3 separate regions of the Sus scrofa genome follow, and regions 2 and 3 are each linked to region 1. The links are chromatin contacts, called in public Hi-C and promoter capture Hi-C maps. All regions are on one chromosome and are shown on one strand. The core of a region is the stretch at or near the end of the contact, and the rest is flanking DNA. Distances in the headings are between cores, read along the strand shown. Region 1 holds the start of LOC100156967 (cytochrome c oxidase subunit 5A, mitochondrial). Region 2 holds the start of SIN3A (paired amphipathic helix protein Sin3a). Region 3 holds the start of ARID3B (AT-rich interactive domain-containing protein 3B).

Evidence for each region. Promoter capture Hi-C pulls out the DNA fragments that hold promoters and counts their contacts. Hi-C and Micro-C count contacts between places; a contact is called where the count stands out from the background.
Region 2: a contact with region 1 is called in a Hi-C map of liver, with 2.2 times the contacts expected there. The contact joins the promoter of SIN3A here to the promoter of LOC100156967 in region 1. A contact is called at or near these places in 2 of 47 Hi-C or Micro-C datasets (heart right ventricle and liver) and 1 of 2 datasets of contacts at active chromatin or transcription factors (alveolar macrophages).
Region 3: a promoter capture Hi-C map of liver shows a contact between it and region 1, with 3 times the contacts expected there. The contact joins the promoter of ARID3B here to the promoter of LOC100156967 in region 1. A contact is called at or near these places in 1 of 5 promoter capture datasets (liver) and 1 of 47 Hi-C or Micro-C datasets (skeletal muscle).

Annotation. Positions count from the first base shown.
Region 1 is chr7:58,620,471-58,625,587 of Sscrofa11.1, forward strand. It overlaps LOC100156967 (cytochrome c oxidase subunit 5A, mitochondrial), which reads left to right and starts at 2,499. Exons shown (of 5, transcript XM_005666147.2): 1 at 2,499-2,771. The coding sequence starts at 2,666.
Region 2 is chr7:58,169,312-58,174,428 of Sscrofa11.1, forward strand. SIN3A (paired amphipathic helix protein Sin3a) reads left to right here and starts at 2,510. Exons shown (of 23, transcript XM_021099023.1): 1 at 2,510-2,778.
Region 3 is chr7:58,995,660-59,000,776 of Sscrofa11.1, forward strand. It overlaps ARID3B (AT-rich interactive domain-containing protein 3B), which reads right to left and starts at 3,048. Exons shown (of 11, transcript XM_021099056.1): 1 at 2,915-3,048; 2 at 1-391. The coding sequence starts at 314.

The DNA of each region.
Region 1 (5,117 bases), core at 1,249-3,748:
ATGCCACAGCTGCAGCAGCTGCAGCAACACGGGATCCTTAACCCACTGTTCTAGGCCAAGGATTCAACCCAGCAAAGCCACAGAGGCAAGCCAGATCATTAACCCAATGTGTCACAGTGGGAACTCCAAATGGGTATTGTTTTAAGTTGCTTAGTTTGTGGTAAATTGTTAGGCAGCAATAGAAAACTAATACAAGTGATGAGGGCTAAGAACTGCCCTCAAGGTAACAAGTGGTTCAGAGTTCACTGAGAAGCCAGCAAAGCCTACCTTTAGGGGTGGTAGGGAAAGAAAACAATTTCTAGAGTCAGACAAACCTGGGCTCTAAGCACTACTATTTATTAGCTATGTGATTCTTAGGCAAATATCCTTTGAGCCTATTTCTTCATCTTTAAAATAGGGATAAATTCTTATCTCACAACATTGTTATGAGGCTTAGATGAGATAATAAATAATTTATAGCATGCAGTGGTACATAATAAATTACACTCATTTTTTTTTCTTTTTCAGCCACACCTGTGGCATATGGGAGTCCCAGGCCAGGGATCCAATCTGAACTGCAGCTACAACAACTGCCACAGCTGCAGCAAAGCAGGATCTTTAACCCACTTCTCTGGGTAGCAGATTAAACCCGTACCTCTGCAGAGACAACACCAGATTCTTCATCCACTGCACCACAGCGGGAACTCCACTACAGTCATGATTGTTTTTGAAAACAACAACCAAAACATACCACACTCCAGTTCTCAATCTAAGGTACTGTAGCAAAGTGGAGAGACTAAGAGCAAAGACCAGATGGAGTGTGGAAGTTCCCAGACCAGAGATGCCTGTACCACAGCAGCGATGCAGGTTGCTGCAGTGAAGATGTGGATCCTTAATGCCACGTGCCGCAAGAGAACTACAGTGCTTTCTTAAGTATGGGAACGCTGACCTTGTCCTGAGCTTCCAGCTCTTAAGATATTTGGAGAATATTAATTAAACTCAAAGAGGCAAAACTTCCCCTGGTGTTGTTTGGTTAAGTTGGTGGGGGAAAATGGGGACAGGTGCTTTGGGGTTTTTTTGTTTGTTTGTTTTTACTTTTGGCCACAACCAGGGGCATATGTAAGTTCCTGGACCAAGGACTGAACCCTCACCATAGCAGTGACTCAAACCACTGCAGTGATAACATCCAGCTCCTTAACCCACTATGCTGCAAGGGAACTCTCAGAGGACAGGTGCTTTGAGAAAAGCTTTTTTATCCGTTTCCCAGCCAGATTCATACCTCCTAAGGCCACACTGCTAGGGAAGAAAAAGAGATCAACACTGATTTTCTGGAGACAGAGCCTGGAGTGAGGAAGAGGAGCTGAATATCCATCTTTTCTTTCTTCAGTGGGTCCAGGGATAGAGAATGAGTGATTACAAGTCAAGAATCTTTACTACTTAACTCTTGGTGGCTGCGAGATAATTCAGGCCTGGGGCAAGCAGGCCCACTGCCCAGGAGCTCAAAATCAGAATGCAGTTACTGAGGCCAGATTTGATATTAAGAGTCTTGGGATTTAATCGACCCCTTCCTGTAGGGACTGGAAGTGGTGGTTTCCCCAGAAACATCCAGGTGAGTCCTGGAACTGGGGATTTGGTGAAAAGAGAGTCAATTGCCTGCAAGAAATCTAATTTCTGAGGCTGTTTCCTTCTCTGTAAAGTGATTGCACTCATATTTTTTTTCCAATTTTTGGCCGCCCCGTGGCATATGGAGATCCTGGGCCAGGGAACAGATTCCAAGGTAATCGCCACTCAAGTCGTAGCTGCGGCAACACCGGGTCCTTAACCCACTATGCGTGGCAGGGGATGGAACCCTGGTCTCAGAGCTCCCAAGACACGGCCAATCCCGCCTGTGGCGCCCCAGCGGGAGCTCCTCCACTCATTTCCTAATGCTTGCGGATTTGTTATACAGGAATATTGCTGTTGATCCCTGTTATGGCGCAGGGGAAAATAATCCGACTAGTAACCATGAGGTTGAGGGTTCCATCCCTGGCCTCACTCAGTGGGTTAAGGATCCGGCGTTGCGGTGAGCCATGGTGTAGGTTGCAGACGCCGCTAGGATCTGGCGTTGCTATGGCTGCAGCATAGGCTGGCGGCTACAGCTCCAATTCCACCCTTAGCCTGGAAACTTCCATTATGTTGCAGGTGCGGCCCTAAAAAGCAAAAAAAAAAAAAAAAGATTAGTTGCTAATAAGATCTTATACACAAGCAGTTGTTTTGCCCCCACTTGTTCTCTTATTGTAGGCTCACACCAGGTGGTAAACAAAAAAGATATTTTTATTATAATTTGTCGTTATTATTGTTATCGTTCCCATTTTGAGGTGCTGGAGTCGCCTCTCGAGCCTGTCCACTGCTGTCCTCTGCCATCCTACCATCCTAGCTCCACAATAGCAGATCTGGTCCACGCCCAGACCCGGGCGGCGGGGCGGGGCGCGGCGCCGAAATGGTTTGTCCTGAACGCGCCGCCGTAGGCCGCCTGCGGCCGCGTGTGGCCCCTTTCCGCCTAGGCGCGAGCGCCGCAGTGGGAGGGCCTCCACGCTCCGCCCGCCCTGCGTCGGTGCGTGAGTTCGGCCCCCACGAGCTTCGAAGCGGCCCTTGAGCTCACACCCGGCTTTGCCTTAGCGTTAACCTGCGCGCCGCCATCGCCGTCATGCTAGGCGCCGCTGTTCGCCGCTGCTCCGTAGCAGCAGCCGCAGTCGCCCGGGCCAGCCCTCGAGGCCTTCTGCACCCCACTCCGACCCCCGGCCCCGCCGCCGGTAAGGCTCCCGCCTGCCACTGTCCGCGCCCGCGTGTCCTTGTGGTGACCTGGGCCCCCGCCGCCATGCGAGGGCAGGCTCGCCCAGAGGCCTAGCCCCTGCCCTGCGGGCCGACGGCCGAACCTGAGGACCGCTAGCCATTCCCGCCGCCGCCGAGTTGTGGAGGACTCGAGGGCGCGTCCCGGGGTCCTCCCTTGGCGCGACTTCCTGGTGCGGGCACCGCGGACCGGTCGAGCGTGGACCTGCTGTGGGTGCACCTCCCGCGCCCACTGGACCTCTTCGGTCCCCGGGCCATGACCGTGCCCTGGCGTTGATCCTGCGGCCACTGACTGGGAGTGGCTACCGCCGGCCTGCAGCGCTTCCGCGAAGGTGACATTGAGCTCAGGGTAGAAGGCGGGAGTGGCCCCTCCGGGGACCCTGGCACCGCCGCCCGCAGCCTCTTCCGAGAACACTTTATACTTCCGTGACTGGGACACAGTGTAGTCTTTTCATCAGGCATTTCTCGTTACCGTTTTGTGTGTCACTTTCTCCAGCCGTTCTTTTATTTTTAGACACTGTTGTGCCATGTTTTAATTCTTCCATCTTTACATTAGATCAGTGTATGTGGTTGTTTCCTGAGGTCTGGAAGAGAGCCTGACTTGATAGGTCTTAGGATAAGAATATTACTGTTTGGAAAACGGGGTACCACAGACCCAGGAGTCCTGGGTCCTACAAACTTGGAGAAGTTTTATTTTTTATTTGTGCTTCCGGCTAGAAGTCTGGTTGCTGGAGTATGAGATGTTCTGCTGATTTCTGTCTCTTATTTTGCCTTCTGCTTAATATGTGTTCCAGGAGACTTTGTGTCCAGCACTGAACTTTTAATTATTGTAAATGCACTTTAAAAAATTTATTGGAATATAGTTGGCTCACAGTGTTGTGCCCATTTCTTGTAACTGCGCTTTGATCTTGGTGCGTGACGGTAGCATATGCTAACGTTATAAAATTTAAACATGCACTCAAACTCAAAACTAATAGTGTTGTTCTTTTGACTATTTAACTAGCGCTTCAGAACCTAAGGAGTTATGTTTTGCTTCGGTTTTGTTCATGTGGATACATTTGGGGGAGGTGTTCTTGACCTCTTGAAAAGAATTGTTACATTTTGTGGCAGGTTGAGGAAGTGGCAGGCTTTCTGCAAACTCTAGATTTAAGGCAGTTCTTTCTCCAGTAAATTTGGACTACTGGTTTATCTGCTAGGCATTCTCCGCACCCTCTTTAGTATAATTCCCTAACAAAAAGCTTTATTTTAGGTATTGTCCCATAGACCTAAATATTTGCCACAAGGAGGCAGTATTGGTTATATTCATGTCAACTGCTTTCTAGCGGTGTGACCTTGGAGGTATTAGTTAAACCTTAAGACTCAGTTCCCTCATCTCTAAAACCAGGATAATATTTAGTAGTTGTGAAATTTAAATGAGATAATATAAACTCTTACCCCTTTCCAGGTACAAATGCTTAAGACATACTTGCTTTATTATAGTGCTTTTCATTTTTGCATATTATAGGTGAGGTTTGTTACCAGTTTGAGACTGAAGAGGTTTTATGCAATTGAAAGTTAAAAAGATTAAGATTTTTGGATGAAGCTATCCAAGGGCAAATGAGAATATACTTGAGAGCTCTGAGGGGGTTAACCTGGATGGAGGGCTTCAAGTTTGCTTTAGATAAAAAACTTAAATTCCGTATTTGCTCCAAGAAATCTTCAGCTTCTAACAGAATTGTTTTCCAGTAACTGCGGGATTAAATAATGAAATATTTTGAATAATGGTTAGATTCTCTAGTCAACCCTTAAAAGTTATGCAATCCTGGCTCCTAATCCTTATCCTGATAGTTTTGGAAAGATGGGAGTTGTTTTCACTTTCCCTTTCTTGTTGCAGTGCCTTTAAGTAGGCACTTTTTATTACCTTCTGATATTTTTTTCTGCACCACTCCCACATTTATAGATTTACAGCCTTTGGGCCCCAAGATTCATGACTGCTCTTAGGTCTTGTACCTCCGTAGCCCTGCCTTTGGGCTTGTTCATGGACACCCTACATTGTTCACCTCTATCCGTTGCTCTTAGATATACCACTACCAAAATGTCCATTCTTTGAGCCATATCTGAGAGTTATTGAATGGAAAACTATCTGATTTAACTAAATTTAAACCAAGGGAATTAATAAGCTCCTTTAATTTTTCTGAATATGTTAGCATTTTATTGTCAGGTAATAGACTGCTTGACTGAATGCCAAAAAGCAGTGTTAGAAATAGATTTTTAGGAGTTCCCGTTGTGGCAAGGTGGATTAGGAATCCAGCGTTGTCTCTGCAGCATTG
Region 2 (5,117 bases), core at 1,260-3,759, 450 kb before region 1:
TGTGATCTTCATAATAGGGTAAGGATTCCATGTTATCCTCTTATACAGGACATGAAGCTGATGCACAGATAATAAGAAGACTAAATGGAAACCATGGGACTCAACTTCCAGACTAATGTTCTTTCTGCTTTCTACCACTCTGCCTTGCCTTATCTCACAATCACACAGTATCTGTTTAGCCTTCATTTAAGACATAGCCTCTTGGGAAATAGAGGACAAATATGAGATGGAGCTCCAGACATTGGATCTCTATTCTGATAAAGAAAAACTTGGTCTTTGGAGTTTCTGCTGTGGCACAACAGGATTGACGGCACCTCTGCAGCGCCAGGATGCAGATTCGCCCTCCAGCCTGGCACAGTGGGTTAAAGAATCTGGCCTTGCCACAGCTGCAGTGTAGGTCATAACTGAGGCTTCGATCTGATTTCTGGCCCAGGAATTCCATATGCCGCAGGCGGCCAGAAAAAAAGCACCCCCCCTCCCCCAAACAAACAAAAGACTTGGCCTCTACTCTACAGAGCCCCAATCTGATAATGAACCTCAACCTCCATGGCCCTGCCAGGTGTTGGGCCTTCCACTGAATAATTTTCGCCTCCTGGACTTTCTCCCTCTACACTCTCCCTTAGTGATTCCATCAACCAAGCTACCACCCAAATTCTAGTCCTCTGAGATGACTCACTTCCCTCCCCAAATCAGTATTTCTACCCACCTGCCCTTTCTCCTTAGTGGCAAGCCTCCCTCCCCATTAGACCCCCATCCTATGGACTCTGAGTGAAGTAAGTGTCCTTAGAGCCTGTCTTTCTACAGGCACCTGAGGCTCTATTTCACAGGGAGGAAGGGACTTGTCTAAAGGTATTCTACCAAGTCATTAGTGGTGATCAATCTAGAACCCAGATTACTGAACCATTAGCCTCAAGGTCTTCTACCTTTTCACGCACCAGGTCACTGCCACTGACTCTTCCTTTCCCTCCATTACCCACACTGAATCGGTCACCCAGTAGTCTTCAGTCTTTCTCAACCACATCTCTCTGGTTTTATTTTTACTAAAAAAATTTCTTTTCGGCTACAGCCATGCATGTGGAAGTTCCTGGGCCAGGGACTGACTCCTATACTGCGGCCGCAGCAATGCTGGATCCTTTAACCCACTGTACTTACAGGGGATTGAACCAGTGTCTCCACAGCACCCAAGCCACTGCAGTTCTCCATTTGTATTCTTGCTTACCCATAGCCACAGCCCTGGTCAAGTCCTCGTTACATCTCACCTGAATTGTTGGGATAGCCTAACTGGCAGCAGACTCCCATTCTGCTCACAGGACTTTAAGGCCCTTCACTTTCTGCACATTCTACATCATTCACATGAATTACCTGGATCCATCAATCAATAAGTCTTTCTTCCTCACCCACTGTGTACCCTGGCCCCAGGCTTGGTGATATGTGGGGTAGCCTCTGTCCCTGCTACCCCTGCCAAAACTCTTTTGGTGTAAAGTTATGACAAAAACACTACAAATGATTCACAGAGGCATGTGAGGCAGAGTTTTGATGTGAGGACTGCTGATAGGGAAGGGTTTCTGGATTGGGGGCTTGGAGAGAGATGAAACCTCTTGGCTCTCTCCACCCACCCCTCCCACCAGAATATGTAACTCTGTAATCTCCAAACCCATTATTACAACAGCCTTTCTGCTTCACTTTCCTGCCTGCAGGCACGCTTCATTCAACCTACCCTCAGAATCCATCCAGCTGCTGGGATGTTGAGCATCTTAAACCATAGTTTTGGGCCCGTGATTTTGTGACCAGTCATGTTGCTTGCACATTCTGCTGTGCAAGCCTGAGAATTTTAACAAGGTAGTATAGTGTTCTGTTCTCTGACTCCATCTTTCCAAACCTGATTTTCATGACTACAGCCACACTTTTAGTGTTTCTTAATATTTTGCATTCACCTCTATGTGTCCTTTGCTGAAAATGACTTGCCCCTCCACTTCCGCCTGATGAAATCTTTAAGACCCAACTTGCGTGCCACCTCCTCCAGGAAGACTTTACCACTTTTCCTCAGAAAGAAGCTCCTTGCTCCGAGATTCTGTGGATGTCTATTTATATATACATTTCTGCATTGCCTTAGTTCTTTCTGTAGCATCTCCTCAGGTAGATAGATCTGGAGTCCTTGGATAGTGCAGAGTGAGCATCTCATTCAGTCTCTGTAATCGCACCCAAGCAGCAGGTGCGGTATGACTCTGTCTGCCTCACCCCAGAAAGTGCTCAGGCAAGTGCCTGTTGCCCGGAACATACGACTTTCCAATTACACCGTTCATTTTTAGGCAGTCGCCTAACAGAAAATGGGCCGTCCACGGTTAGGTTACACAGCCAGGGGAGTCGGGACATTGCAGCCAGTCGCTAGGGTATCCCTACCCGCCTCCCTCTGCTCAGTTCCAAATGGGGTGTGTGTGTGAAGGAAGTAGGGGCTGGGTAGCCCGGCTAGCTCCTCCTCCGTGTCCACCCAGAGGATCTCCGAGTCACAGTAGGTCTCCTTCCAGTCCAAAGGCCTCAAGAAATTCGAAGCGGCGGTACCTTCGATATAGGGTCCTCTGTCACAGATGCGGCTCACACTCACGGATACTTTAATCTATTTATTTGGATTTTTTTTTGGAGGGAGGGGGCGTTCAATGAAGGGGAAGAGGTGGAGCAAGGCGGGGAGGCGGGCCCAGGATGACTGACGAGAGCAGCGGGGAGCCAATGGCCCGTGGGGGGCGTTCCCCCCCATTCAGGACTCCTCGCCTGGCTCGGAAGGTATGTTAAACAGCTGCTTTTAATTTGGTCTCCCCAATCTTGGGCGTTTTGGGGGGCTAGTTCACCAGCCGGTCGCTTCGGCCAGTGCGCCCTGGTACCGGCGCAACGGGTCCTGGGACGGAGCTAGGGGAGCTTGGAGTCCGGCGGCCGAGGGAGGCGAGGGGCAGGCCAGGAAGGAGAGCTCTTGGCGCCGCCCGCTCGCCAGTGTGTTTCCAAGCCCGGCCGGATCCGTGGGGAGGGGGTCGGCCCGGCCTGGGGTCGCCAGTGTGCCGGCCGTGCTGCCTAGTTTATTTCACCGAGCGGCCGGTTTCGGTAGGTTTCGGCGGCGAACTGGGTAAGGTGCCAGCAGGAGGAGATCCTCCTCGCTCCTGGAATGCCTTAAAAAATTATTGTAAAGAAGAAAAAAGGGGAGATTCCGTACACCGACTGGAACCAGGCCTGGGCTGCGGCGCGCGGGCTCGGCAGGGGGCGGCGGCCTGAGCCCGGCTGGCCGGGCCCACTGAGTCCGCGGCGCCCGGAGTTGGTCGAGAGCTGGAGTTAGCAAGGGAGCCGGGGCCCGTGGCTTTCCCCGCTAACGACGCTGGGCGAAGGCGGCAGCCGCCCGAGGGTTTTGTTTCTGTCTGCAAACTTGTCCGAGGGGGCGGTGGGCGCGCTCAGGAGAGGCGCGGGTGCCTAGGGCCCGCGGTTGTTATGGACTCTGGGGGCGGGGGCAACGCCGGACTTGCGGGAGGGGCAGCCGGGGGAAGCCACCGGAAAGAGCCCCCGCACCTCGGCACTAGCCCCATGCGCCGGTCTGGGTTCTCCGAACTCCCGGGCCGTGGCAGTAGAGCCAGCATTCGGCGCCGGAACACGGCCCGGGGGTGTGGAAAACCTCCAGGAACTCGGCGGCTTCGACTCACGGCCCCAGCTGATCCCCTTGCAAACATGGAGCTGCCTCCTTCCCCGCCCACCCCAAGGCGGCGGCAGCTCCCTTCCCATCCCCCGGTCGTGCTCCTCGCTTGCGGATGGGGTGGAGGCGGGGACGCAGGCGTGTGAGCGCGCCCACGAGGGGGTGGCCTGAAAGGGGCAGTGAAGGTCGGAAACTGGGAAAACAGTCTCCACGCTCAGAATCGGGAAAAGGAAATGCATCAGCGTGCGGGGAGGGGCGCGGGGGGCGCGCCTGTCAGCCGGGATGGCGGCCGCGGGTTGGGAGGCGGGGCGCCGGCGCGAAACGCCGAAGTCGGGCGGGGCGACGCCGCGAGAGGGGGCGCAGGGGCCCGGGCCCACGGAACGCTAGGCTGCCCCTGCCTCCACTCCTTGGCCTACCCTGTTTACTATCTACTCCCGCGACGGCTTGTGCAACCGGCTGGGAGCGGAGCTGAGGGGCGGGGCCTTTCTCTCTCTCTCTTCCACCCATCTCGGGCTCCTCAAGAGGGCCCGCCTTCTCTTGTCTTCCACTGGCTGGGAGAGACTCCCTTTTTTCCTTCTCGGTTGTTGATTGGATGACATTCTCCCGAGCTCCGCCTATCGGAGGCCGGGCTGGAGTTTAAGTTGCTAGGATTTTTTTCCATGAAGGGCGGAGGGAGGATTCCTGCGGCTTACGTGAGGCGCAAGGTCCCGCCCCTACTCCTGATTGGTGGCATATATAGCCCCTCCTCCTCCGGCGGATCGAGCTAGGAGGGGGAAGTCCACCCTGTTCCCCGCCCCCTCCCTAGCGTGTGTGCGCGCTCAGCACATGTGTGAGGCCCGCCTTGCTCCTTCGAACTGTCCTCCCGCCCGGAAGTCCCGGGCTTGAAGCCCTAGGCAAGGGGGGCGGGGAGAGCCAAGAAGGCACACAATGATTCCTCCAAGCCTCGAGATCTGGTAGACTTTACGATGAAGTTAGTGTTTTACGGCGTAGAGTGAATTTGGGGGGCTTAGCTTCCGGGATTGTGCAGGATTTGGGAGGAGGGAGGGGGTCTGCCCTTCTCGGCCAAGTATTAAATTTCTGACACTGTGGCCTGGTTATTCCCGCGACTCTCGACTTCTAGGAGATCGTCCTAAGCTTAAGCTTCAGAATGCTGCGGACGCTGGCAGTGTTTTCTTCTCAGCGCAAAGCAGCTGCTGACCTTATTTGGCTTTATTAAAACTCTGAGCAACCTAGGATTGGCCTGGACACCTTAGGCAAGACCCCGCGCAGCTCACCCCCTCTTGACAGAGGAGTCGAGGGCGGCCCGATTCGGCTTGGGTTCCAAGTGGTTTTTGATGTCCATGTGGGAGCACCGTGTGCCACCCAGTCTAGGGAGCAGGGGACGGCGCAGAGTTAAATTAGCCCACGGCCAGTTCTGCATAAATGCTGCTTTCTCGTAATCTCTAGAGGT
Region 3 (5,117 bases), core at 1,798-4,297, 380 kb after region 1:
AAACCTCCTTCCTCTTCCTCAGGCTCTGAGTTCACTTTGCTCCGCTCAAAAACTCGGGCCACTGCCGGTGGAACTCTGGCTAAGGGACCCAGGGCAGGGCTGCCAGAAGACCTCCCAGGTGTGGCAGAAAGGTGAGTCTGCTGTGTGACCAGCTTCTGGGCATATAAGAATGGGGCTTCTCTCATCTGCTGTCCCTGCTTCTCTCTGGCATCCATCTGCAGAGGAGCCAGGTGTGGTGGCTGTGGTGGTGGTGGTGGTGGCGGCGGCGGCTGCTGCTGCTGCTGCTGCTTCTGCTGAGGCTGCAGTGGCTCCATGACTGCCTCAAGCTTCACCCACTGATTGGCATGGCTCTGAACCTGGGCACAGCCCAGGAGGCACACTGGGTCTATACCTTTAAGTGATTCATAGAAACCACAAAGGAGGGAAAAAAGGGGGGGAAAAACTACATAAAACAGGTATAAAAATGTTTTCTTTTCTCCAGTAAAGGGCGTGACTTCTGAACATTAAATATATGCCCTTAAACCTGAGTTTTAAGATGAGTGAGTGGTGGGAGTTGGGGGGTAGGTGGTAGGTGGATAAAGAAAAGTGTGAAGAAGAGGAACAGGATTTAAGAGGAGAAATATGGGATGAATCTCAGTAGTGGTAGACTACTGTGGGTTTGAAATGAAGTAAATCCAGATGACATCAAGTCTGCAAACATCTGTGTTCTGATCTCTCCCTCAACATTATCAAACATTAATCTGTTTATTACTGCAAAAGCAACTGGGTTTGCACTGTACAGAGGTTTTAAGTATGAAAACCACAATAAAAAAGGGAAAGAAGGGCCTGCCTATAAGAGAGAATATTGCTTATGTTCCCAGGCCCATCAAAGAAAGATAGTGCCACCTAAGCAGACACACAGCTATCAGGCACATGAAAGATTTCTCTTGCAGAAAAGCAAAACCTAGTAAACTGCTCTTGGGTTTAAACTTTTCCCAGATCAAATCGCCAGCCTGCTTTTTGAGTGGGCTGAATGAGCCATGCTAACTGGACATTACAGACTCAAAAAGAATCCAATTTCAACAACATGAGAGAAAGAAACAGGCAAGGAGGCAAGAGTTTCAAATTGCAATCATCATTCAAAAACAAATGGGGGGGTAATTCCTCTGGAGATTTTTAAGTTAATTAATTGGAAACAGGTATCAATATTGTCTAAACAAAACAATGCTTCTTTTTTATAAACAGCCTAGTAAACAGATCTTTTCACCTTCCCCTTTCTTTCTGATTCACTTCTATGACAAATACAAAAAGAAATGGCTTTCAGGCCAAAAGTATTCTGGGGGCAGGTTTATCAGCATTCTTACCAATCAGTCTCCAAACACACACCCCTTTCACACCCTCTCCTCCTCTAACCCCCCCCCTCCTTTCCTTCGTTCCAGGCCCCCACCTGCAACAAACCTCACTTGAGTTATGTTTCCTCAGCAAGGCTCCATAACTGAATGGATTACTATGCATGGGCATACTTTAGATGAACAGGATTTGCAACATGGCGTACAATGTTGTCATCACATGAAAGAAGAAGCTGCACTGCACAGGTTGGGACTTGATATTTGCACTGTTCCACTGTATTAGGATTGGGTAGAAAGATTTTTAAAAAGCAGCTAAACGTATTAGCATCTTCAAAAATTCATGAGGAAGTAATCACACCCCTAAGCAATAAAAACTGCTTGGATTTATGATTTTTTTAAATGGGCTAGAAAAAAAAAGGCACAACTTTTAAAGTTAGGCAAAGTAGAAATTTTAAAATTCTCACTTTCTGCTTATCTTAGGAGCACCGCTTTTGCCTTTTGCAATCTGTGAGAGATTCAAATTCCAATTTGCTTCTGTCTTTACTTCCTCTCCTGGCACTTTAGAAAGTGTGAGTTATGCCTGAAGCAATACTTCGTTCTGCTATAGCCCTTTTTATAGTGTAACAAAGCATGAAAAGATTTACACCCGCATTAAATAAACCCAGCTGCCAAAAATGTTCATTTAAAATAAAAATAACTTGCATCAAAGAAAAGTAAACAAACGAATAAAACAAAGAATTCAGTGGTCATTTTAATTCTCCTAGTAACATTAGGCAATCAATCACAAGTGGGGTAATTTTTCAACCAAGTCCTGCCGTCATTGAACAACTGCTTCTCATCTTATGGCACCATCTTCCCTGCATGCTGTCCCCAGCAGAGGGGGAGGTGTCTCACAGCCTCTTTAGTAAGACTGAGATGACTCAGTTCTACAATTCGATACACACACCCTCCCCCAAAGAGCCCATCTTCCCCTTGTCCCTAAGTAGCTAGTTGATTCAAACAACAATACTACCTGCCTACTTTTAGAAAAGTTATGTCTCAGAAATATAAACCACTCTATCCCTTCAGACGTCCCCCTCTCCCATTTCCCCTAAAGTTCCCGGACCTCCAGGTCCGGCGCAACGGACTGCTTACAGCTCTGAACCCAGCCTTGCCCACCATTCTTTTTACCTTTGCTGCCAGATCCCTCTGGCCTCAGCTCCCTTTAAGCCCCACACCTCCCCCCATCCCAGCCATTCTTCATAGCCCCCCAACCCAACCCTATCACTTTTACCTCTACCAAGACCTCCCAGCCAATCCGCCGGCTATGCTTAGATCGCTCCAACCCCACCTATTCTTACCCTCTCAGTTCCCGGGGGCCCCTTACTCATCCCATCCCTTTATCTCAAATCACCCTAATGGGCGAGGGCGCCTCCAGGCTCCTCCCAGCGTTCTCACTTTTCCTCCGCGGCCCCCGCGCTCCGCCTGCCCGCGCCTTCACGTTTTCCCTCTACACACCTGCCTTTCCTCCTACCCCTCTGTCTCCTCCACCTGCCACAACCCCCGCTCCCGCCGAGGCTGAAGGAGCCGAGCCCGGAGCGGCTTACCTGTGTCAGGCGCTCCGGGTCAGCCGTCGTTGGAGGAGATGGCCACTCAGGCCCCGGCTCGGCAGCTGGGTTTCGTACTTCTCCGCAGCCGGCGGCCACAGCCGGGGCGGGGCCCGCACCGGAAGCGGGACCGCTGGGCCGGACTGCCGGGCCGGGAAGGGGCGAGGCCACAGGGATGGGGCGGGACCTGAGGCCGGAAGCGGCCAAAAAGGGAACAATGGGCGGGTCGGGCGGAAGTGACTTCTAGGAACAGCCCCGCCCTACTGAATCGTGGGCGGAAGCGAGTTGAAGCTGGCGGAAGCTTCTGCCAATGGGAAAGCGGAGACAAGCAGGAGTTCCGGCGTCAGCACTTTCGCGGGGAGTTGAAATCAGCTGGGGTGCCTAGTCTTTTTTGCGCGTTTTCTGGTTGTGGAGGGTGATGTAGTGCGGGCGGTAGGTAGGGTAAATAAAGGACAAGGACTGTCAGGATGTTCTTCTGCTTTAGTCCCTTCCCCAATCTCCCACTTTCAAACTGGTCTTCTGAGATTCCCGCTTCCGGATCTGCTTTTCTCCGAACTTCTCTGGACTGAGACCTGGCTGTCCCGTAAGGATGCTGCATCCTCTCACATGGGTTAGTATTTTCATTTCCTGGGTTCCAAAAGTGGGGGACAAATGCTGCCACCTTTTGTAAAAACCCTTGTTTCTCTGAAGCTTAGTCTTTTTGTGAATCATACAAATTAGATTTAAAAAAAATTTTTTTGGAGTTCCCTGTTGTGGCTTAGCAGGTTAAGAACCCAACTAGTATCCATGAGGATGCCTGTGCAATCCCTGGCCTCTCTCAGTGGGTTGAGGATCCCACGTTGTCATGAGCTGTGGTGTAGGCCAGCAGCTGCAGCTCTGATTCCACCCCTAGCCTGGGAACTTCCTCCATACGCTGCAAGTGCTGCACTAAAAAGAAAAAAAGTGGTTTTTTTTTAAAATTTTTTTGGTTGCATTCGCAGAGTTTGGAAGTTCCCTGGGCAAGATATCAAACCTGTGCCATGGCAGTGACTTGAGCCATAGCAGTGACAACACAGGATCCTTAACCTGCTGATCAACTGGGGAACGCCTAGACTTAATTTTTTCATTTTATTATTTTTTAATTGAAGTACAGTTAATTTACAATGTTGTATTAGTTTCAGATGTACAGCACAGTAATTCAGTTACGTGTATATGTATGTTTTCTTTTTCAGATTCTTTTCCTTTATAGGTTTTTATGAAAGAGTTTGTATGGTTCCCTGTGCTATACAGTAGGCCGTTGTTGGTTATCTATTTTATTTATAGTAATATGTTATCTGATGCTTACTTCTTAAGACACTCCTCTGTAGAGAGGAGACCATCTGCTAATTTGTTCACCCAGCTCCTTGTCTTACTTTCCTCTAACCATCTTCCATCTTGATCATTTCAGTCAATGTGGACAACCCATTTCACATGCGGGCCTCATCCCTTACATTAGCCCCCCAATCCCAGTCAGAAACCTGGACCTTGTCACCAGAAACCCTATTGTGTCATGAATCAGTACTTCCGACATCCCTCTGTCCAACCACAGCCTGATATTCTTTACCTGGACGGCTCAAGAACTTCATTTACATTGTTTTCACTTTATCAGAACCTCCAGTTCTGATTGAAAGCTTCTACTTAATCCTCACTTTTCACTTCACTCCTTATCCATCTTAGATTCAGCAGTATATCATTACAGTCTCCCTCTTACTTACTCTTAAGCCCACCCCAACACCCCTCTTTTCCCCAACTAAGTCCTCCACCCTGGATGAACTAACATACTTCTCCATATACCTTGTCATAGTAAATTGTCCTGATGAACAAACAGGCATCACTAAATGATTTCAACCTTAAATGAGCTCCGAACAGTGCCTGGAAATTTCATTTTATTTTTCTAGTTAACTTGTTCTCCACTATCTGCAAATCTCTAAACCCTATGCTTCCCATACCTCTTCCCCTGATTATCTTACTGTGTAAGTAATAGGAAATGTAGAATACCCTAAAATCTAGAAATCTACATATGTTTCCATCCTGTCCTTTCCTCCTATAATTTACTCAATAAAAAATAGTTGTTGAACTCCCACTATATTCCATATGAGGCACTCATCTAGGTGCTTGTTAAGCAGTGAACAAAAAAAAAAAATTCCTTGTCTTCAAGGACCTAATATAGGGAGACAGAAAAACA